7 separate regions of the Mus musculus genome follow, and regions 1, 2, 4, 5, 6 and 7 are each linked to region 3. Evidence: chromatin contacts called from public Hi-C, HiChIP or PLAC-seq and promoter capture Hi-C data. All regions are on one chromosome and are shown on one strand. Each heading gives the region's core, a stretch centred on a gene start, on an enhancer-like site or on the middle of the called end of the contact. The rest is flanking DNA. Distances are from core to core; before and after follow the strand shown. Region 1 overlaps Pon2 (paraoxonase 2). Region 2 has its middle 13 kb from the start of Pdk4. Region 3 holds the start of Casd1 (CAS1 domain containing 1). Region 4 holds the start of Calcr (calcitonin receptor). Region 5 has its middle 19 kb from the start of Gm34470. Region 6 has its middle 52 kb from the start of Asb4. Region 7 overlaps Gm52887 (a long non-coding RNA gene).

The links. Promoter capture Hi-C pulls out the DNA fragments that hold promoters and counts their contacts. Hi-C and Micro-C count contacts between places; a contact is called where the count stands out from the background. HiChIP or PLAC-seq counts read pairs in DNA pulled down with a chosen protein or histone mark.
Region 1: a contact with region 3 is called in an H3K4me3 HiChIP or PLAC-seq map of bone marrow-derived macrophages, with 3 times the contacts expected there. The contact joins the enhancer-like site here to the promoter of Casd1 in region 3. A contact is called at or near these places in 14 of 39 promoter capture datasets (the 3T3-L1 cell line, 3T3-L1-derived adipocytes, the C10 cell line and 8 more), 1 of 484 Hi-C or Micro-C datasets (pre-megakaryocyte-erythroid progenitors) and 5 of 115 datasets of contacts at active chromatin or transcription factors (bone marrow-derived macrophages, embryonic stem cells, extraembryonic endoderm stem cells and 1 more).
Region 2: a contact with region 3 is called in an H3K27ac HiChIP or PLAC-seq map of the NIH/3T3 cell line, with 6 times the contacts expected there. The contact joins the enhancer-like site here to the promoter of Casd1 in region 3. A contact is called at or near these places in 8 of 39 promoter capture datasets (the 3T3-L1 cell line, 3T3-L1-derived adipocytes, embryonic stem cells and 3 more) and 1 of 115 datasets of contacts at active chromatin or transcription factors (the NIH/3T3 cell line).
Region 4: a contact with region 3 is called in a promoter capture Hi-C map of embryonic stem cells, with 2.6 times the contacts expected there. The contact joins the promoter of Calcr here to the promoter of Casd1 in region 3. A contact is called at or near these places in 2 of 39 promoter capture datasets (embryonic stem cells and hippocampal neurons) and 1 of 115 datasets of contacts at active chromatin or transcription factors (forebrain).
Region 5: a contact with region 3 is called in a promoter capture Hi-C map of 3T3-L1-derived adipocytes, with 6 times the contacts expected there. The contact joins the enhancer-like site here to the promoter of Casd1 in region 3. A contact is called at or near these places in 14 of 39 promoter capture datasets (the 3T3-L1 cell line, 3T3-L1-derived adipocytes, the C10 cell line and 6 more), 6 of 115 datasets of contacts at active chromatin or transcription factors (astrocytes, embryonic basal ganglia, embryonic stem cells and 1 more) and 1 of 9 other capture datasets (embryonic stem cells).
Region 6: a promoter capture Hi-C map of 3T3-L1-derived adipocytes shows a contact between it and region 3, with 4 times the contacts expected there. The contact joins the enhancer-like site here to the promoter of Casd1 in region 3. A contact is called at or near these places in 4 of 39 promoter capture datasets (the 3T3-L1 cell line, 3T3-L1-derived adipocytes, embryonic stem cells and 1 more), 2 of 115 datasets of contacts at active chromatin or transcription factors (bone marrow-derived macrophages and stem cell-derived neural progenitor cells) and 1 of 9 other capture datasets (embryonic stem cells).
Region 7: a contact with region 3 is called in a Hi-C map of B cells, with 7 read pairs. The contact joins the enhancer-like site here to the promoter of Casd1 in region 3. A contact is called at or near these places in 3 of 484 Hi-C or Micro-C datasets (B cells, the Ba/F3 cell line and CD8 T cells), 4 of 115 datasets of contacts at active chromatin or transcription factors (bone marrow-derived macrophages, embryonic stem cells, extraembryonic endoderm stem cells and 1 more) and 1 of 9 other capture datasets (liver).

What each region holds. Positions count from the first base shown.
Region 1 is chr6:5,268,106-5,271,192 of GRCm38.p6, reverse strand. It overlaps Pon2 (paraoxonase 2), which reads left to right. Exons shown (of 9, transcript NM_183308.3): 6 at 2,015-2,215. Among named protein-coding and RNA genes, the nearest start is that of Pon3, 13 kb to the right of the region's middle. Within about 2 kb of position 1,447, at least 5 of the 459 cell types and tissues checked have an H3K27ac peak or open chromatin away from gene starts, as enhancers often do. A contact at or near this core is called in bone marrow-derived macrophages, where this site is marked.
Region 2 is chr6:5,508,084-5,510,964 of GRCm38.p6, reverse strand. No RefSeq gene overlaps it. Among named protein-coding and RNA genes, the nearest start is that of Pdk4, 13 kb to the right of the region's middle. Within about 2 kb of position 1,429, at least 106 of the 459 cell types and tissues checked have an H3K27ac peak or open chromatin away from gene starts, as enhancers often do. A contact at or near this core is called in 3T3-L1-derived adipocytes, the NIH/3T3 cell line and liver, where this site is marked.
Region 3 is chr6:4,599,112-4,602,199 of GRCm38.p6, reverse strand. It overlaps Casd1 (CAS1 domain containing 1), which reads right to left and starts at 1,289. Exons shown (of 18, transcript NM_145398.4): 1 at 899-1,289. The coding sequence starts at 1,031.
Region 4 is chr6:3,762,240-3,765,047 of GRCm38.p6, reverse strand. It overlaps Calcr (calcitonin receptor), which reads left to right and starts at 1,425. Exons shown (of 16, transcript NM_001377018.1): 1 at 1,425-1,457; 2 at 1,640-1,826. It overlaps Gm33576 (a long non-coding RNA gene), which reads right to left and starts at 1,249. Exons shown (of 4, transcript XR_377297.1): 1 at 992-1,249.
Region 5 is chr6:5,581,373-5,584,444 of GRCm38.p6, reverse strand. No RefSeq gene overlaps it. Among named protein-coding and RNA genes, the nearest start is that of Gm34470, 19 kb to the right of the region's middle. Within about 2 kb of position 1,279, at least 46 of the 459 cell types and tissues checked have an H3K27ac peak or open chromatin away from gene starts, as enhancers often do. A contact at or near this core is called in 3T3-L1-derived adipocytes, where this site is marked.
Region 6 is chr6:5,441,221-5,444,373 of GRCm38.p6, reverse strand. No RefSeq gene overlaps it. Among named protein-coding and RNA genes, the nearest start is that of Asb4, 52 kb to the right of the region's middle. Within about 2 kb of position 1,478, at least 173 of the 459 cell types and tissues checked have an H3K27ac peak or open chromatin away from gene starts, as enhancers often do. A contact at or near this core is called in 3T3-L1-derived adipocytes, embryonic stem cells and liver, where this site is marked.
Region 7 is chr6:5,313,857-5,316,832 of GRCm38.p6, reverse strand. All of the region lies in intron 2 of Gm52887 (a long non-coding RNA gene), which reads right to left. Among named protein-coding and RNA genes, the nearest start is that of Gm52887, 15 kb to the right of the region's middle. Within about 2 kb of position 1,567, at least 44 of the 459 cell types and tissues checked have an H3K27ac peak or open chromatin away from gene starts, as enhancers often do. A contact at or near this core is called in B cells and pro-B cells, where this site is marked.

The DNA of each region.
Region 1 (3,087 bases), core at 198-2,697, 670 kb before region 3:
AACTAAAACTTGTGTGGCTCTCTGTGCAAGATATGCACAATGTCAAACAGGTCAACATTGCAGCCTGGATAGGAAGGGATTCAAGATACCCCACACCTTGCTGAGAATCTGTTGGCAGTTGGTCACTGATGGACGTGGAAGTGTAGTTTTACTTCAGGGGATAGTCTCTAATAGGCTGAATGTGCACCAGTGGATGGTCACACACCATGGTATACAGGCAGTACTAATTTTGTAAGAATCAAGATGTATGTGATATGTAAAGGAATGTTATGTTTATATTTGAGCCTCATCTACACGAGAGATCTCATTGTTTTTGCAAACACCAAAAACACTTCTAATCTCCTAAGGATTTTTTGATAAAGGACACTCAACATTCTCTCTCTCTCTCTCTCTCTCTCTCTCTCTCTCGCGCGCGCGCGCGTGTGTGTGTGTGTGTGTGTGTGTGTGTGGTTTCCCTGTAGACCAGAATGATGCCACTCTTTATAATGATTAGTGTCCTGAGCAAACTTTCTTGAGAAATGATGAAACGCCAGACTTCAGGGTAACACTCCCCAGGCCCGGTTTGATAAACCCTACAATTTTTTCATGGCTGTCACCCTCATCTCAGATAACTTAGCAGTCAAATACTGGCCTTTCTCGGAGGAGCAGCTTGTCTTCTGGGAAGCTTACATGCTTTATACAAAGCACACGCATGATAGCTGGGGGTCAGTATCCCTGCAGAATTGAGCATCCTCATTGGAAGGGGACTGCTACTAGAAAAATAGCAAGACTAGGGAGTCTATAACCACTGGAAACTCACGGATCCACCCCCCCCCACCCCACCCCCCCGCAGCCCAGCTTGCACTATCCTCCTGCTTGAACTTGATAGATATTTTTTAATCTTTACTTCCCTATCTAGGTTATAAGCATGTAATGTCCAATCATTCTTTCCCCAAATGCACTTCATAATAAATAGGAGCATGAATACCAATCAGGCAGTTTCTAAATTGGGAGCTTTTTCAGAAAAAAAAAAAAAAGAAAGAAAGAAAGAGAAAGAAAATGCCTCCCTTGTAGCTCTGGATTTTTTCATTTGACAGAGAAGAAAGCATCTCTTTCAGAAATTTTTGCATAAGATAATTGAAATTTCAATTTAATAACACCTTTGCATAACCGGCAAGAAACGGTAATTGTTTTTAGCATATCAGCCTCTCACTTGGAGCGCTGGTCTCTGACCATTTCATCATCTGTCTCTCTGCGAGTGTTTATTGGATGCTTGTTCGTTCCCAGCTTGGCAGCTTTGTGAGGCAGGTAGAAATTGAACAGTCAACCTTCGTTTGACTAATGACTAAGCAAGGGGCCTCAGGAAAGTCCAGCTGCAGAATAAATGAGGTAGGGATAGATGTGACTGACAGCCTAATGACAGTCAGGCCTAGGCCAACAGCTCCCTCTTTATAGGTAGCTGTTGAAGCCCAGAATGCGGTGTCAGAAATCATGCATTTAGCTGGGCATGATGGCACACACAAGGAACACCAGGACTTGGGTGGTAGAGTGGCCAGGAGAGCCAGCCTACCCTACCCTATAGGAGACCCTGAGCCAAAAAAAAAAAAAGGTATTAATAAAGAAAAAATTAAATATAAATTTATTTATTCATTAACTTATTTATTTATCGAGACAAGGCCTCATTGTGAAGCCTGGTTGAGCTTAAACTCAAGTTCCTCTACTTCCCATGTTATAGAATTACATGTGTGTCACTGCACCTGGCTAGATCTCTTCCCTTCCATAAAGGATCCTGCCAAAGGCTCTGCCCTCTAGTTCCGTGGTACTGTGTGTAACTGTTCTCTTCCAGTTGCCATCATAGTACATTGCCTCTGGTTCTGAGTCATCATAGCTTCCTTTTTCTTGGGGTAGGGGGTTGAAAACTTCCCCAAATTTCAAATCCCTGCTGTGGAAAGCTTGTGAACATTCATCTAATCTTCTACATGGGGACCATAGGCTTGGATTTCCTCTCCCATGGTATTTTTTTTTTCTCTTGTAGTGTGAATGACATCATAGCTGTTGGGCCCACCCACTTCTACGCCACCAATGACCACTACTTCTCCGACCCTTTCTTGAAGTATTTGGAGACATACTTGAACCTACACTGGGCAAATGTTGTTTACTACAGTCCAGAAGAAGTTAAACTGGTGGCAGAAGGATTCGATTCCGCCAACGGGATCAATATTTCACCTGATAAAAAGTATACAGCCCTTCCCTTGGTAGCTCTACTTTTAAATAAATTGTCCCCCAAAGCCAAATCCCTTTGGTTTTACTATACCAATTTTAATTTTATATATAACAATATAGTTTGCATATTAAGTAACACTATAATCGAATGATTTGATGTTTTAAATATAAGACAAAAAAGAAATATTCCAGGTTTTAAAATTCCTCCTTCAATACAAAATTTAAAATTATTAATGTCGTTCTATAAGGATGATTCTAAACTGACTTAACCATTTCTCTGTTGATGGCTATGTAACTTGCTTATTTATTGTCTGTCCAAAAACCATTTCATGCTTCTCGTGTACCACCACAATACATCCCGTTACTACTTTAAAATAAGAATTCTTGAAGACACCATTAAAGCATCATGGTTACACTTTGGACTCACACAGGAAAAATACCAGTTACTTCACTGTGAATCTCAATTGTTTGAATACTTGTGTAAGAATTCTATAGAATGACGCCTATGCACAGGCCTCATGTGCATCCTTTTCATATTAGCCAATATATGTTGCCCAATTGTTTACCAAAAGTTCTCTCCTTATTTTTATGTGTACAATCACAACTTAGAAGAAAGGGTTTTTAATTTGGGGGTTGTTTTCCAGCATTACTGCATTGAACAAGTTAAACTACCACAATTATAATGGGCTGTGAATTTGACATTCTTTGACAAATCAAGCGTTCTCATTTTGTGATTAAAAAAATCTGTCTTCACCATTTTAGTACAGAAAACTAATATAGATCATTCAAACCATCTCCAGCTGGTCCAGTCAAAGCTCTATTTTCTCCACCTCTAATATGCTGTGTTTGTTGCAGCTTGCTTTCAGCCCACCTCCATCTTTTGAA
Region 2 (2,881 bases), core at 180-2,679, 910 kb before region 3:
TGCTCATTCCTTCTATTCTGCATCTCTCAGGGGTGGCAGGATCGAATTTATCTAACTCTGGGAACCATGGAACCTTGTTTGCAAGGTCTCTCTCAAAACTATGCCATGGTAGCCTCCCAAACACAGTCCTCCCTGCCCTATAAAATCTAGAGCCTATTAAAACAACAACAAAGTGAACAACAAACAAACAAGCAAAAATCTAATAGCCAAACTCTTTTTTTGTGTGTGTGTTTTTTTGTGGTTTTTCGAGACAGGCTGTCCTGGAACTCACTTTGTAGGCCAGGCTGGGCTCGAACTCAGAAATCTGCCTGCTTCTACCTCCTGAGTGCTGGGATTAAAAGTGTGCACCACCACGCCCGGCATAGCCAGAGTCTTAGGGCAAGAAGCAAGGGAGGGGGCTCGAGGCCACAGCTTTTGTTCTAGTTTCTTGAATAGAGATTTTATACCAGTCTACATAGAGCTGCAAGAAAAGTATTAATTTTAAGAATCTCAGCATCACAGGCATGATTTCCCACTTTGCTCTTGTTTATTTTCCCACCATACATGACCTAGAAAACAGACACCATGGCCCACTTGCTCCATACAGCTCACAATGTGGAACACGGGCTATAGTGTTTGCTAAGTCGGGAGTTTATAGCATGTTTTGAAGTGTCTTTAGTAGCCTGGCCTGAAGATGGGCTACTGCTCTAGTCTAGAACTAGTAGTAAGAAAACTCACAGGTTCTTTTTATAGTAATAGATTTTTTAAAAGAATCTCTCCCCTTTCTGTTATGTATTCTATTTATCTAGTATAAATATATGAGCCTGCAAGACATTCAGTTCCTCTCAGTCAGTACTGGGTGGCCCCTACTGCACTTCACAACCTGTTTTTCCACTTGGGCAACAGAATTTAGAAAAGGCACATTAGACTCCTACTTGGATGCTGTTGGAATAGTCATGGGCTATTCTAGGGTTGGTGTAACCTTTCCCCCAGAGAACTCTATTTCCACGAACAGAAACTAGATGCCTGGGCGTTGATGCATGGAAGGTTATTACTGCACAAGAGTGACCCTTCACCTACTAAACTTCCCCATGTTGACTGAGCTGCCAGGCAGTTCCGGCTGGGCTGTTGGAGTGGGTGTGCGACTAACCTTTCACCTACTTCATCTGCCTTGGGAAAGCAAGGTGGTACCTGCCTGGCTTCTGTAAGACGAGCTTTTTTTTTTTTTTCTTCTTCTCAAACAACCCAGATAAAACTGTGGGGACAGGAAGTCCCTTTATTTTCAAACAAGAAACAAGTTACTGCTGCCCTGGCAAAGTAAAATAATCCCTGTGCTTGAAATAGCACGTTGTTAAAGTAAAGAATGCTCGAATCAGCATGCATTCAGGAGTCTGGACATTAAAATACAAGATAGTGCTGCCCAGTGTGTGAAGGGCAGAAGAAAGGATGCAACAGGAGAGCCCCGACCTTTCGTACTCTGCCTGGGTCCTCTTTGGCCCCAGCACTGGCTGTTGAAATCCAGCCAGACCCTATTTGTCACTCAAGATTATAAACATGTTTTCTGAACTCAGCACTTCGGCTCCTCTAATTTATTTTTAGAGCAGAGGAAAGAACTGTATGTCTGTGTGGTGATATTAAAATTGAAGATGTTAGAAGAGTTGTTAGGGTCAGAGCCTGGGCCCTGGAAGCCCTAACAAACCAGGCTCCTCCACAATCCTCAACAGGGTAATTACAGAGACAAGAAAAACAGAGGAAGACGTATTCCATTGCCCACATTGTCAAGCAGTCTAGTACCCCCTCCCAAGTCTATCTCTGGGTATAAACAGAAATAAGAGCATAATCAAGTTTGGGTGGGTCCTCATTTTGAGCCAGCCCCTGTCTTGCCTGCCAGGTGGTCCAAAAACCTCTTCAGAACTGTGCGAAATCTCTTTCTGGGAGATATATCCCTATGGCTGGCACTGGAGTTCAGCTTCTTTTTTGTCCCAACCGATTCCAGCAGAAATCCCAATTCCTTGGGGATCATGGTTTCAATCGTCTGAGAGTCAAAAGGAGGGGACCAGTGTCTCTAGAATATTTTCAGTCTTGCCAGGATGGTTACAAAGATATTCTAGTTTATCTCAGACAAATCTGACCCAGTCTTTACATGTAAGAAAACATCAGTACCCTCAAAACACAAAATTACAGAGTAGACAGTAACTGGTGTATTTCAAACTCAGTTAACACTGTTGCCTGTTTTCTTTGTTAAGTAAACAGACATTCTTAATAATCAGATATCAAAAAGACTAATGTAAAAGTTTTTTTTAACATTTACTTTTTTTTTTCTAAGTAGAACTTATGAACCCCAGGCAAGTGAGGCAGAGGTTTCTATTCAAACTGAGGGTTAGCACATCCATGCTTCCTGCTAGCTCTCTCTGCCCTCTTTTGCAAGTGAGGAGAGTAGGATAATACATGGATTCTAATTTTTTGCCTCCTATAGTCATGCTAAGGACTGTCCTTCTGTATCATTAAAGGAGTCAGGCCAGATGCTGCTGCTCATAGCCCAGGTGGACCCTTAGACCAGGAGACAGAAGCATGGAGCCTCTCCAAGCTGGCCACTGACTCCACCACGCCTGGAGGGCTGAGCAGCAAGGCAAGTTAGACCAAACAGAAAGAGAGGTAACAATCTACCTTCTTGTGAAGCAGACCCAGTGGTATGGGGAAGGAATAACTTCCAATTTTAAACCATACGTTTGATTTAAATAGTATTTTCAGTTTACGGGTAACATTTGGGCCTCTGTCCTTTGACCGTCAAGAAGTGACTTACTCAGGGTAATGTTGACATAACTTCTGTCTTAACACTACTCTGAGTTAGAGAAAATAAAAACAGCCACAAAACGATTTCCTCTAGAGAATATGCGTGTCT
Region 3 (3,088 bases), core at 40-2,539:
TGTCTAATTATCTCACAGTCACCAAGAGCTGTCCATATAATGACTTTTAGGATACCAAAGGTCAAAACCAAAAGATCCTATCATTATAATTTCCCTCCTACTGTCAGTGACTGTCCTGGTGGCATTTATCGTAAGGAAAGGGGAAAAAAAATCAATCAAAAAAACAAGCAAATATCCCTTGACAACTGAAGGATAATTCCTTCTGAGAAGAGTTCATTGGTTCCTTTCCAGCTTTCCACCAGTATGTAAACCCATATTGAAGGCCAGCTTTCAAAAGGCTTAACTATTTGCTTCGCCCGCTCACGTCTAGTCCGGTCAACTCCTTAACTCCTTTAAGAAACAAACAAAAACCAAAATCCTGCCTCAGTGTCTTTATTTGTAAAAACAAAAACAAAAACTGTGCAACCCAAACTCTTGAAAAGTGTTTGAAAGGCTGGTGGCACCTCCTCCACGGGAGGGAGGTGGGCCATGGGCATCTTTAGCCACACTGGCCCTTTTGGCAAAAGTAAGCAGGGCGGCCCAAGCCGCTGTCCAACCGTTGGGCCCTGAAGTGGCAGGGCAGGAGGCAGACCCCACGGGCGCACCGTGTGCGACCCCAGCATCCGGGAGGCGGTGCCGCCAGGGCTGCCCCCGGGGGCCCCTGGTTCGACCTCCTGCACCGGGGCGCGGGGCCGGGCGCGCCTCCGGAGCCCCGCTCCAGCAGGAGGTGGCCCCGAGAGCGGGAGGCTGGGGGCAGGGGCCCGCAGGGGTCGGCCCGGGCACGTGGGGCGCCGCGGGGCCGCGGGAGGCCGCCGGCGCGTGGGCGTGCTGCGGCGGGGGGCGGCCTCCCGCGCTCGGGGCCGCGGCGCCGCCTCCCCCCGGGCCGAGCCGGCCCGGGCCGGGGGGAGGGCCGGCTCACCTCGGTAGCGGCGGGACGCGAGGTGGCACGCTGCGAGCAGCAGCACGGCCACCAGCGCCAGCACCTTGGCGCTCCTCACGCTGAAGTAGTGGTTGATCTCCCGCTTGCCCAGGTTGTAGGCCAGAGCCGCCATCTTGGTTCCTCCATGACAACAGTGCGCGGCGGAGCGGGGAAGGGGCGCCGCGCAGGGGCAGCACTGGGGCGGCGGGCGCCGTAGCCAGCCGAGAAGCGGCCGCCAGCTCCCTTGCCCGTCGCCCGAACCGCGGGCCGAGGGGTCCGAGCCTGCGGCCTCCGTGCCGCCGGCCTTCCCCGTGCCCTCGTCGGCCTCCCCCCAACCCCGCCGCCGTTGCTCAGCCGTGCCGGTGCCCCAGGCGCCCTGGCCGCCTGTCTCCTCCCCTTCCTCCTCCCTGGTAGCCTCCTGCCTTAATAGCGGCTGCGCCTGTGACGGGGGTCCGGATGCCCGGGGCTCCGGGGTCACCGGGCCCAGACGGGCCTCCGGGGTCACCGGGTCACTGGCGGCAGCGGGCGGCGACGGCTGCACAGGCATGGTGACTGTATGGGTGTTGGGGGGGCAGAGGGCCAGGGCCTGCAGCCCGGCCCAGATGTCAGCTCCGGGGCTATGCCCAAGTGGACTGGCAGCTACCTGAGCCCAGGTTAGGGCAATAGAACTACTGTTCCGGGAAAAAAAAGTACACTCCCTGCTTCCCCCATCACACCCTTTCTGGACTTTCTACTCTCTGCTCTCCCACGGTCGTGGGGCCTTAACGGCAGGCCACCCACGACCTGTCTGGCAAGTTCCTCTGCACCTAAGATGCTGGCCAGGTGTTGGGGTGGCTGTAAATCCGAACACCCAACTCAAGTGTAAGGCCCATGTTCACCGTTTAATACTCAACTGCCCAATGTGCTGTTTGTCCAGTTGCAGTGGGTGTAGATGCATCCTGTACAGTGTGTCTAAGTTGGTGTGGATGTCAGTATAAGAGCCCCTTTCTCCTTTATGTTTACACAATATCTTTGTTGACACTAAGGTTGGCCAGGGTAGCAGATTGGTTGCCTGTGGCAATCCTTAAACTTGGTTAATGTTTTGTGATTATCAATAGACCCAGCACTCTGTGTGTCCTTTGAAAAGCATTCTTATTCATACCCTTGGTCTTGAGTTGCCTTGTAGACAAGAATGGCTATTTGCATGTTGTGGTTAGAACAAGTAAGTCATTGTTGAGTTGGAGGTGTTGGCAAGTCTTCTTTACAACTTTTAGCCAACCCCAACCTTGTGCTTCCAGACCCTTCTCAACATTCTCGAATGTTAGAGAAAAGGGACTTAGAGATCCTGTCGAGTCACTCCCATCCTCTCCACTGAAGGATTTTTAAAATTATGTTTCCAGCCACAATCATCATATGATGATGAAAGATTCTTGTCGCTTAAATGAAATCACATACATCACTGTCATAGATATAATGCTAATAAGCAATAAAGTTAAATAAGTGTACAAACACTTAGGCACTGTTCCCTGCAAGTGGTCGCTTAATTTTGGCTCTTTCTTCTGATCTGAGGCTGATCACATGCTGGCAGAATTGAATCAGATACGACAACAACCAGATAACTGGGCTAACAATATGTGGCCTGCCAATCACATCCTAGACACATACTATGATGTCATCAACACCAAATTAGAATTTCTGATCCACCTTCAATAACCAGAGCTAACCCCCAGGGTTGGCCTAATGCTAGCCAAAAATAAAGAAACCTGACGTTGTACTTAGTTGTGCTTCCCAGAAGGCTTTCTGAGATACTGGGAAAATCTGGGAACCCCTTTGTCCTTTCCTCTGTGTTAAAGTTAACCCCTCTACCTATTTCTGCTTTTCCTGGTAGATATCTCCACATAAGATGGCCCTTTCCTGTGGCATCTATAAATGGTCCCTCTCTTAGCTGATGCCTTTCCACTGATAAATGTCCCTTTTTAATTAAAACCACCACTAGATTCTGTGTTCCAAGTTATTTGCTTCTTTGTTTCTTTTAGAAGGAGTAGCTACTTGAAATTTTCACTTGCTTGGTTCCCATTCTGTCCTGAAGAACTGAATGGTTCTTTGCTGGTGGTATGGGTATTTCTTGTTAAATCCAAAGGACTCTCCTCTTTCTCTCTCTCCCTCTCCGGCCCTCTTCCCCCCTCCCCCTCCCCTCCCCCTCCCTCTCTC
Region 4 (2,808 bases), core at 176-2,675, 840 kb after region 3:
ACCCCCATGGAAATCGTACAGCTGACTTGTCTTCCACTGGGGCAATAAAAGCCCCAAACTAAACAGATTAGGGGCCCCTATAGTCTCTCTGCATGGAAGAGTCGAGTAGGGGTTCAAATTAGGACAGAAGCACATACACCTTTGCCTGAAGTCACTGACTTCAGGGGCAAGGGATCCAAGGATGGATGAACAAGGAGAACTGCAGCCCCTTTCACAAGACACCTGAATCTGTCACCCAGAACTACCCAAACTCAACCTCTGAGTGCCTAGGAAAGTATTTTGTCTTGCTCTCTGACGCTTCCCCATTCTATTATTACTACTTTTTTTTTCTGGTGTGTTAGTCACCTCGAGGGCTACAGCCACTTTGCATTCCCGGGATACACAGGTAACTGCTTTTCCTGGCTTTTGCTTGAACAGTCAGGAAAAGAAGTGCCCGCTGATGCCTGGCTGCACCCAGCTCCGGATAGGAGGTGGAGGATAGCCCGTCCTTGGAAGCAACTTGCTTTCCTCCCAGGGTGCGCCTGCCAGCCCAGACTGCGCCCGCCTGGAATCAGATTGTCCCGGGCTCCTGCTGGCTTTCAGTGGAGAAGGGGAATTGTCCTCAACACCAAGTCAGGTAGGTACCTCAGACTACTCTTTTCTAGCTGTGCTCACTTCGGTCATTCACCCTAAGATAATAAACCAGCAACAACCTCTTTTGTGGAGGGCAATGTCCCCCCAAATCCAACCTGCACCTTAGGTTGCACCTGCCCAAATCCAAAGGGGTCCAGGGCTTGCTGGACCCTCTGGTTTTTCTTACCCTCTGCCTCCGGGGTCCTTACTCAGCACTCCAGGTCTTGGTCAGCTGTTTTCTCACGCTCCCACCCTAATTTTACTGCCGCGCCCCACTACAGATTCCACTCTCCATCGGGTCCCTGGTGCGGTCACCTGAGTGACCACGTTTGGAGCCAGGGACCACTCTCTTTGGGGTAGGGTTCTTTGGGAAACTCACCTCCCTACGGAATTTTCATCCTCCAGGGAAGGGGTTGGACTCTCAGAAAGCTGCCTCCAGGGACGGGTTACGATCACTGAGCCCAATCTGTCGACCACCCAACTCCCTCCCTACTCAAGGTCTAACTGGGGACCCTCTCCCGCTTCCTGGAGCTCCGAGCGCTGGGGTGTGGGGACTCTTGGGGTGTGGAGCAGCGGCAGCGAGTGCAGACCCTCTCCCGCTGGGGCTTGGGGTCCGGAGGAGCACGGAGCGGCTGCTAGCCCCTCCCTCCGAGGGCTGAAGGGGCTGACGCGCAGGGAGGGTCCGGGCGGGGCCGGCTCTGAGATCGTCCGCTCCCCCCACCACCCCCCTTGGCCGCAGCGCGTAGGGAGGAGGGAGCGGGTGACGCGCGCACCGAAAAGGACTTAAGTCGGAGAAGTTTGCGCACAGCTTCATCTCGGAGCGAGCAGCGGCAGGCACTGCTAAGGTGAGGCTCCCGCGCTTTGGGGAGCAGAGCAACCGGGAAAAGGACCTTGCCTGGAGCCTATTTTGCTTTGCAGTCTTGGGCTTTAAACCTACCCCATAAAGGAGGCTTAAAGGTCTGGAAATTGGAAGGTGGACAAGAAGGAGTGCTTAGGACTAATTCAGTTTGCTCTCACTTTAAACTAGGAGAGCCAGCCGCCCAAGACTCTGGGCGGACTGCACCTGGCTGGCTTGCAGACAACTCTTGGTTGGAGAGGTGCTTACTTCTGCGCCTCACCCTGCCGTTGGCATCCCCTGCCTGCAGATGCCCAGTGAAGTCTGCGTTCCTGAGAACACCTGAGCTGTGCCCAGACATCCAGCAAGAGAATTCCTGGTAAGAAGAAGGGGTTTTTTCCCCCTTTCTTTTTTCTTTTTTGGAGGGAATGATTGGAATTAAAGATGTGGAGTGTCCCAGGAAAGATGATAGTGAGAATGATACTTTGTGGATTTTTTTTTATATTGCAAAATTGTAGTTTGACTGGTTGATACATTGTGGATTTTTTTAATTGCAAAATTGTGACTTGACTGGTTGATACTTTGTGAATTTTTTATTGCAAAATTGTAGTTTGACTGGCTGATACTTTGTGGATTTTTTTTATTGCAAAATTGTAGTTTGACTGGTTGATACATTGTGGGTTTTTTTAATTGCAAAATTGTAATTTGACTGGTTGATACTTTGTGAATTTTTTATTGCAAAATTGTAGTTTGACTGGCTGATACTTTGTGGATTTTTTTTATTGCAAAATTGTAGTTTGACTGTGATGTTTAGAGGTGTTCTTGTAGGGTCGGCTTAGTCTCGGTTGCTTCATTTTACCATGGCTTAAGAAAAAAAAGTGTCATTGGAAGATGTGATAGTTTATACCTTTGTGTTGTGGAGCTCTCTGGTTCTGTGGGTGTTTTATGATATTACTCATATGAATTTTCTCTCAAAAGTTTTAGCCTCCTGTACTGCTGAGTATAGCAATTTCTAGGCTTAAGGTCGTGGCTTTTCCTAATAGATGTTTAATAGGTATCAATTAAAGAATGTGGGCATCTAGGCAGCGTTGTGCTGGGTCTTGGAATACAGTGGTGAATGCTGTTGCTTGTTTGGTCATGTTCTACACAGAATTTCCAACAATCATTTATGCATAGCAACCATTCTTCACACCTATTAAGAAAAATCTGTTGTTTACATAGTTTCCTAATAAGCCTCCTTTGTTTTACTGCTCTTTCTAAGACAGGGTGGATAAAGTAAATTAGGGGTCAATTAATTAATTAATTAAGAGGTCAAGAGGTCACTTACCTTGAGGTCTAAAATGGTGCAAAGTCAAAAATCA
Region 5 (3,072 bases), core at 30-2,529, 980 kb before region 3:
TGCTTAGGATTCTGGCACTAAAGCTTGCAATAGTACTGCTTAAACAGGAGAAACATTTCTTCTTCAGGTCTAACAAATCTTGGCACAGTCTCTTGCTCTGGAATGCCATTCCATTATTGTATTGACCAGAGGCTGCTCTCTCATTCCCACCTTATGAGTAGTTCATATCTCAAATTCATACCATGGTACGTCAGCTTCTAGAACTTGAGCTTTCTCATCGATGTTCTACCATGATGAAGGAAACAGAAAACAAGACCATCAAGCACTGTCCCTTTAGTAAGCTCCATGACTCTCCTACTAGCCTCTCACCAATCACAATCAAGGTGCAATCAGAGCTAACTGCCAAAAAAACCTAGGAAATCTGGTCGGTTGAATGACAAGTGCCTGGCTGGTGAGTAGCGTTATAGTGTCAAATAGAAAGACTGCATACTATGGAACCATTAATAATCCCTTTAGAAAGTGAGGTGATAACCTGGACCCTTGGGGACACCTAGAAACTAAACCACCAATCAACAAGCAAGCTTGAGCTGGACCTAGCTTCCCAAGCCCCACACATATGTAGCAGATGTACAGCTTGGTCTTCATGCAGGTCCCCCAACAACTGGAGCAAAGGGTGTGAGAATGTCCCTGAATTTGTTGTCTGCCCATGGATCCTGTCCCTCTAGCTGGACTGCCTTGTCTGGACTCAGTGTGAGAGAATGTGCTTAGTCCTGCAGTGACTTGATATGCTAGGGTAGACGAATACCTGGGGTGGAGGTGGGCTCACCCTAGAGGAGAAGGGAATAGGACTGTGTAAAGGAGACCGGAAGGAGGGGGGTGCTGTAATTGGAACGTAAAATCAATAAATAAATTAATGAAAAAAATTAAAAATTAGTTGATAAAAAAGAATAGAAAACAAAATAGGAAGAGAAAGTACAAAACCACAGACATTTGTTTTCCCAAGTGAGTGCATTTTTTATGCCACATCTTTTGAGAATGGTTTGGATGTTTGGTGGTTTAGAGCATGTTATTTCATTTCTGAATGCTGAGAAGGCTGTTGGAGGAAGAGGCTTTGCAGTCAGAGAGTCAAGAAAAGCAGCTTAACTGCTGAGGTGGTCATGTGAGCTGAGGGTTTGGAGTTTGGGTAGAGATTTCCAAACTTTAGGCACATAAAAATGTTGACATTCATTTCTTGTTAGGCCTTATTCGGCCAGAAACTGAGGCCAAGTACTAGTGAGGAAGGCTAAGCCTTTGCTTGAGTTTAGAGACCTGTCTTGTTCACTTCCGTACTGGAGTGACTCAGCACTTCCTGCTTAAGCCTGCCTCTGTCTAGCTACCCCTGATGTGTCCATTTCTTATAGGCCCCATGAGATAACCCCACACCCCTGGTCATCTCACCCCATACCTTCTGTCACCCTTCCCTGACCCCTATGCCATCTCACCTCAGCAAAAATCCCCACCTTCTTCCTCAACCCTATATAAACAAAAGACTAATACAATAAAATGAGTTCCTGCTTTGAGGACTCCCAGCTGGCCTGGTGAATCTCAGCCCCAAGAGACTCAGCCAGACTGGGTTCTCTCCTTTGCCCCGGACATGCCAGTAGAGAGCTGACAACTTTTGTGGTAGGAAACTCACACACCATGTAACATAACAGCAACAAAAACAACCTCTGCTACTGAAGTCCTTATATGCCATCTTCAGTCTTGTTGGGTAAGTCAATCAAACCAGGACAGCTGAAACCCCCTTCTCTCTATGCAAGACTTTCTAAACCTCTGGAGAGACAAACTGAATCTAGGAGTGTTGGTCCAAGACAGTTTTAATGATTTCCCGAAAATCCAGTTCAATTTTGTGGGAGTTCAATTTTAAGGCTTCAAGAATATGGACCCAATGTCATCAGACCATTTATGGCACTTTCAGAAACACTGCTGTCCATCAAGCACCAACCATCATCCTATCAGACATCTCTGCACCTCTGCTTCTCTCTTTAATACAACCTAAGAGTCCTCTTTTTACACATGGTTTCCTCAAAGGCTAACTTTCATCATGCTATCATCTAAGCTACCACTCTTATCTCATAACTAATGTTTGGCATTTCAATAGCAATGCCTGCACAATATGAGTGGCATTAATCCACGCTTGCTCATGATGCCACATGCTATCATTAATAACTTGGGGTACTCTATCATCACTTCAGGCTGTGATGTCTTTAAATTCAGGAACTTGTCTTTGACTGGCATAACATTTGACCTAGAAGATGCCCTGAAAGTCCCAGAGGCCGAACAAGTACATAGGGCAATGAATACCAGACTGAACAGAGGATCAAAAAAAAGAAAAGAAAAAGAAAAGAAAAGCAGAAAAACTGACAGGGAAACCAAAATCAAGCAGTGTAGTGGAAAATAAAGATGTGATAAACAGAATATTGTAAAGAAAAAATAGAGTACAGCCGGAAGAAGGTCATTAGAGCCTTGAAGACAATGTGGGTGATTTAATCACAAATAGTTTTAAGAAACACGAGAAAAGAAGTCTGCAGGCAACTTGAAATAGACTCTTAAGTACCTTTCAAACCCAAGAAAAATAGGTAGCAGAAAAAAATCAATGCATTGAAACCCAACAAAGCTTCAATGTACCATCCCTTTTCAATCAGTTGGACAGAAAATGATGTGTTTAGTACATCCCCCTTCTTCATGTTTGGACCTTTAAACAGGGTATTTGGATTCACAGTCTGTAGCCAGCTCAGATTGTCTCTGCTTCCAGCACGCTGCTGTACTTTTTAAATGACACTAGCCTTCCAAGCAAGATTGATTGTAAACCTGAAAAGGTTATATGTGATGTAATGAATAACACATGCTACCCCTGCAAGTGTATCTCCGGAAGGGCACACACACCGCCTTCTGTACGTTCGCATCATTTAGAAAATGTGGGGATGGATTTTAATAATCAAGCCAAAAGAAAATTTCCTAATACACTTACTTGATGCTCTGCTCTAACTCATTCACTCAGTGAATACACGGTTATTAGGAGCAAACTATTTTTTTTTTACAGTCTAAGAATATCTATGAATAACTGAGTAGGTGAATGAATTCGTCATGTGC
Region 6 (3,153 bases), core at 229-2,728, 840 kb before region 3:
CAAGGTCATTCTCTCCTAAACTTTTCTATTTTCAGCTATTTGGTAAGTGGTAAGTATATATGTATATACGTCGATTTTCATCACATAATTGCAATAGATTTTTTTACACTATTCTTCTACCATATAAAAGGTAGTATTCACACTTAGGCACTAAGCACACAGAATATGGTGGGTGAATGGATGGATGGGCAGATGGATAGACAGACGGAAGGATGGATTGTTGGATGGATGAATACGAGAATGGATGGGAATAATAAGGATTTTTAGAATTCGGTGGCTGACACCTTATAGATACTTCTTGGTTATCGGAAGTCTCAAAACTAATAAAAGGGACCGAGACTTAGAAAGTCAGTTTAACAACTTTGAAACAAGAAACTATGCCTCATATAAACATAAGGAATGTCTGAAAAAGCTCACTTTGCAAATATTTCTTTTTAAAGTAAACAGAAATAGTGCTGGTTTTTTACTGGCACTGTTGTAAAGGGATCACCATGGATAAACTTGGGTTTGTAGCTGAATCAAGGTGATACACTGGGAAAGCGGAAGACTCAGGAAAGGGTGGAGGCGTGTGCAGGCTCTGGAGTCAAAGCCAAGTTTTCTCTAACTTCGGTGGTACTAGCTGAATTCCAAGGGTCCGTAAGCTTCTTTGCCATAGCGAGAACAAAGAGAGAATGGGGGCTTGACTTCTGAGACTCTTTATTTTCAATCTGTGGCAAGGATGGGAGGGAGGGAGAAGTGACAGCTGATCTCTCCTGGCTCCACCCTAAAGCTTCATGGTATGAGTTCCGGAAACACAAACTACATGAAAGAAGCAAGAACCTGTTGACATATGGCTGGATAGCAAGATTGCACTTGCCTGGGGTGATACTGGCCTCTAGTAATAATTTTAAAACGAGCCAAGGATTGAGAAGAGCAGAAGAGCAATGTACACAGTATGGGAGGGAGGAGAAAAGACGGATAGGCCGTCCAGCACCACACAGTGTCCCTGTTTGAGCAGAAAGCAGCCTGGCTGTTTGTTCTTGGCATTGCTCTAACTCTCTCATACTTTTCTGGCTACTTCCCAGACAGAACGACATGTTCCCTGCCGGGTGCCTAAAGAACTTAAAAACATGTTTGCTTGTGCAACCACCAAATGAAGTTGTTCCTTGTAACAAATTATTTCTTGTCTGGAGTGTCAGGAGGTCTCAGACTTGATCGGCAAGTTCCACCCAACACCGTGTCCAAGGCACATTGTTGGTATGGTTGTGACACTCATTCAATTGAGGCCAAAATAAAGTTTAAGGGAGCCTAACTGTTCCAGTAAATCCTGATTCAAAAATACTCACTTGCAAAGAGATGGTCTCGCACCTGTTTCTGCTCCCCTGCTCCCCTCCCGCCGCCCCCCCCTCCCCCCATGAGCTCCTCTGGCTGGCCACATTACTCACCCTGTGGGAGCTAAAATAACACAGATTAACACCAGTCCGCCAAAGCCAGCGAGTAGGCGACAATGACTCAGCGACTCAGCGTCTCACTCTCCCTTATCTGGAAGGTGAAATCCCAGTAGAGGAGGCTTAATCAGCTAGCGTGAGGGGTCCCTGCTGGGCCTCAGAGGGCTCACTCCCTGTGAATAGAAAAGTGGTAAACAACCTAGCTTCTCTTTCTGGATTCTGACCTTAAAAACAGTAATCTAAGTATTGTAGGGTATCTAAATCAGAGACCAGATTTCCTTGCCACACACCAGTTCTTATAAACAAGACGGGCCAGAACTTTCTTTCTCAAAGTTGATCGTTTCTCCACCTCCCAGTATATGCCGCTAGCAAGTTATCCGGTGACTCCTTGTGGATTTTTCTTTCAAGGTCTTGCCCTGTGCTGACTGACTGCAGTCTTCCTGTAAGCCCTCTCCTGCCGTGCAGTTTTCTCCTGTGTCATAGCTCTACTGGAATTCTCCCTCCTGATCCATAAACCTCTCAAATTTAAGAGGACCACAGTTAGTTATGACATGAGAGATGTATATGTTTAAATATGTGCATATGTATCTGTACATATGTATATGAGTGTTTGTGTGTGTAACAACACAGAACATGAGCAGACATTGTTTGTTTGTAATTAAGCTTGTATCCTATCTACACTTCTAATTAGCTGTGTGACACTGGACAATGACATGATTTGTCTGTGCTACAGTTTCATCATCTAGATGATGAAAACTGTAGTATTCGTAGGGTTGGAGTACAAATAAATCAAATTGTCTGTTCAGTCAGCGTCACTAGATCTCTGTATTTATAGCCCCCCCCCAAACTGAAGTAAGAGAATTAATGATGATCCCTGTGTTTGATTCATCAAGCTACTAATAACTAAAGACAAAAAATGGAAAACAATAGATGTGGGAATTCCAGACATGATCAGCACATTCGACAGTATGACGCCATGATCTTGATAAAGTCGTGGAACTTGGGGCTGGAGAGATGGCTCAGCGGTTAAGAGCACTGACTACTCTTCCAAAGGTCCTGAGTTCAAATCCCAGCAACCACATGGTGGTTCACAATCTGATGCCCTCTTCTGGCGCATCTGAAGACAGCTACAGTGTACTTACATATAATAAATAAATAAATTTAAAAAAAAGTCGTGGAACTCTGCAGTTCTTGTCTCCTCAAGCGTGAAGTAAGGGTTCAGTTTATGAACTGTTTCATGGTGACTCTGCCAGCAGCACTTAGCTGAGGCCTCTGTGAGCACATGCTCATCGTTTTCAAATAACCAGCAATGACAAACGACACACCATTCCTTCAGTCACAAGACTTGGTATCAAGTGTCCCCTGTCCCTAGCAATGGCAGCAACAAATAACATCGTCCCTCAGAAAGGCCTCGCTGCTGTGTGAGAATGGGCTTCTCTCTCCTACTTTTTGTTCCAGTGAGGCCCCAGCCTGCTTGAGAGTGCCACTCCCATGTGAGGAGGGCCTTCTCGCTCTATGGTGCCTCACACAGCAGTCATCTCTGGACAGAATTTTACAGACCTTCGCAGAAGTTTGTCTTGCCAAGTTTCTAAGTGCCTTTTCACCCAGGAAGGCTGACAGCACAATAAACTATCATAGCAAGTCAAATTTATTTGACATCATTAACTTTGAGCGAAACTGAAGTTAAAACTCCAGAGACAACCACAGTGTGCTCAGCGTGGTTAAA
Region 7 (2,976 bases), core at 318-2,817, 710 kb before region 3:
TCGCTGGTTATGGACTCCTTTGTGCAGCACCTCACGGATGGCTGGGTGCTCCCCGAGGGGTCTGGGAACTCCAGCTTTGGCTTTCTCGCATCTCAGATTGCGTTTCCCACCCCTGGAACAGTGCTTGGTGCTTCCCTAAAGCCCAGCACCCGCCTGGCTATGGTGTGGGCTAAGTGCAGTCAAGCTCCCTGTGTTTCACCTCCTAAGCCACCTTGACCTGAGGCGAGGCCAGAACATGTACCCACACACTCCAAAATAAATAGATAAATAAATAAATAAATAAATAAATCTCTCACCAAGGCTGATTGCAGCAATAGTCTGTGGATTTAACCATTCACAAGACAGTTTAATGGCACAACACAGCCATTTAACAAAACAATAATACAGGCTACCCCTCTAGTGCTTCTGAGTTCCAAGCACGCATTTCTTCCTATTGAGCAGTGTAAAAGTAACTTGAATTTGTCACATGTAATTATCCTCTTGAAGGCTTACTGATGAATAAATTGACCCTGAATAAATATGTCTAGCTTTTTCTGAATTCTGGCTGGCTGGCTCAACTTAGCTGTTCTGGCTCAAACTCCTCTCCAAGCTGACTGATTCAATCTTGCTCCTCTCGGCTTCACACTGAGTAGCTGTGCTTAGCCTCAAACTAACTCTGGCAATCTGTTCTAATCTTCAGGCTTCGTTCTCTGGTTCATTCTGTCTTTACCTGCAACCTCTCTGTAAAACTGTCCATGTTTAACTGCCTCTTCTCTCCTTCTCTCTGTCTCTCTCTATTCTACTCTCTTAAGTAGCCTTCCTTTCCAGTCATGAGAGTTGGGTGTATCCTATATCTGACTCATTCCATCAAATCTTTCTTTGCTTTGTTACTTTGTCTCTCAATTAGACACCATTTTCAAACATGGTTGTTTACTTCTACAAATTAACTTTACTTCCATTCTGAGAGATTACAGGTGTGTACTAAAAGAGTGTCTCTTTTCCAGCCAGAGAGATTAATGGTGTGTGGTGTGTCTACAATCTAGCCAGATCACACAGGTGTAGGTCTTTGGATGGGAACCCTTGCCATAGCAGCCATGCTGCTGGATTAAAGTTCCACTACAGAGTGGGCCTCAAATCCAGTCAGAAGGCAGGTGGTAAAGCCATTACCATGTAATGTTTTCTCAGGTGTAAAAAACTGAGAAATCTCATCTCAACCACATAAGGAAGCAGAAAGCAAACAAGTGGGAGAGTGCTATCAAAGTCCTCCCATAGTGGCATGCTTCCTCCAGCAGGCGCGCATATACTGTAGTTTCTATTACCTCCTCAAACAGTGTCACCCACAAAGGGACACATAAATGAGGCTGTGGAGGAACACATCATTTAAGCCACCAGTTAACTCTGTAACAGTCGTGCTACTATTGCAGCAGTGGGCACATCTTGGCTGGCAGCTCAGTAGTGCAGAACACAGAGTCTACAGCTGTGTCCTGTTGTTATTAGTGACTTTTTTTCCTCCCTCCTACCTACTGCCCATATCTTCTGGCACTATGAAAGCTATCCAGCTTAGGCCCTACTTCTTATCTTCTTGTGTCCTGAAGTCAACACATGTGAAATCTTTACTGTTCAGGCCAAACTATCTAAGCCTTATTAGCAACCACTAGCTGTGGCAACAGCCTGCATTGTTTTAGAGACCTTAAGAGGCTCTCTGATAACATTGCACAAAGAGGAAGTTCACCTTTAGTGCTCTTGTTTTTACTGTCTTCTGGGAGTGGTTTTTTTCTTCCATACACCATATTTTCATACAAACTATTATAACAAGTACATTTAGCTTACAAAATAGCAGGTTTACTTACAGCTTTCTCATATACCAGTAGTGCTGGTTGGCCCTTTCCCCAAGCCACTCCTTCCCCCACCCAATCCCACTAACATCTTTCTTTTTTTTTTTTTTCACTAACAACTTTTTACTCCCCAGTATTACCATCTCAATTTTAATATCACACGTGTCCTCTTATATATTCCACCCCCTACCACAAACCTCCTTCCTCTCCCTTCATGGCCTCTTTTTGGTTTTCTGGCCTCTAAACACACTCACTCCTAAATAAATGCACATATATAAGAACTAGAACCTAGGATTCACATATGGTAAAGCTGTCGTTAAACCTGTACAAGTACACACTGCCATGCAAGCGCATATCTTACACACATATAGTAGCAGTGGCAGTAGTAGTAGCAGCAGCAGCAATAATAAATTTAATTAAGAAGTTTAAGTGAGATGCAGGGGCAGAGCACTCCAGAGATGACGTCTACGTGACACCATTTGGAAAACATCCAGAAGCTCCGGGTGCTACTAAGATGAGCAAGTAAGTGAGAGAGAGAGAGAGAGAGAGAGAGAGAGAGAGAGAGAGAGGCAGAACAGTGTGTGTGCAATGAAGAGAGGAGGAACCAGAGACTTGAGGGTAGTGATGAACAAGCTGATATGAGTAGACTTCAGTGCCACTGGGGGCCATGGTGAGGTCCTTCCCTGTGCTGATACTGACGGCCATGTCTGCCATGGTCCTGCAGCAGCAGGTAACTGTGTCGATGTCCATGGCCCATGTTACCACCTAAGACCATGCAGACATTCCTGGTCTGGACTGACTCCTGGGGCCATAGCCCTGCCCCTCACTGGGAGAGTGGCCCACAGCTTGCCTGGGCTGCACAGTAGAGGTGGCCCTGGTGATGTGGGAGTAGAAGAGACAGCCTTGTTCCTCTTCTGAGAAGTACTGGAGACCTGGCTCAGATGGTGTGGGTGTGGGACAGCTGTTAGGCTGAGCATCTCAGCTACTACCCAGGCCCAGATTCAAGACTTGGTGCTGGCCCACCCCCACATCTACCCCATCTCTGAACTGCTGGAGCAGGTAAAGGGGCCACTCCTCCAGAACCAAAGCTACAGGATCTGCATGACACAAGTCAACAACAGGATATCCAAGAAGAGTCCTGGTGAAGATCCAATATTGAGAG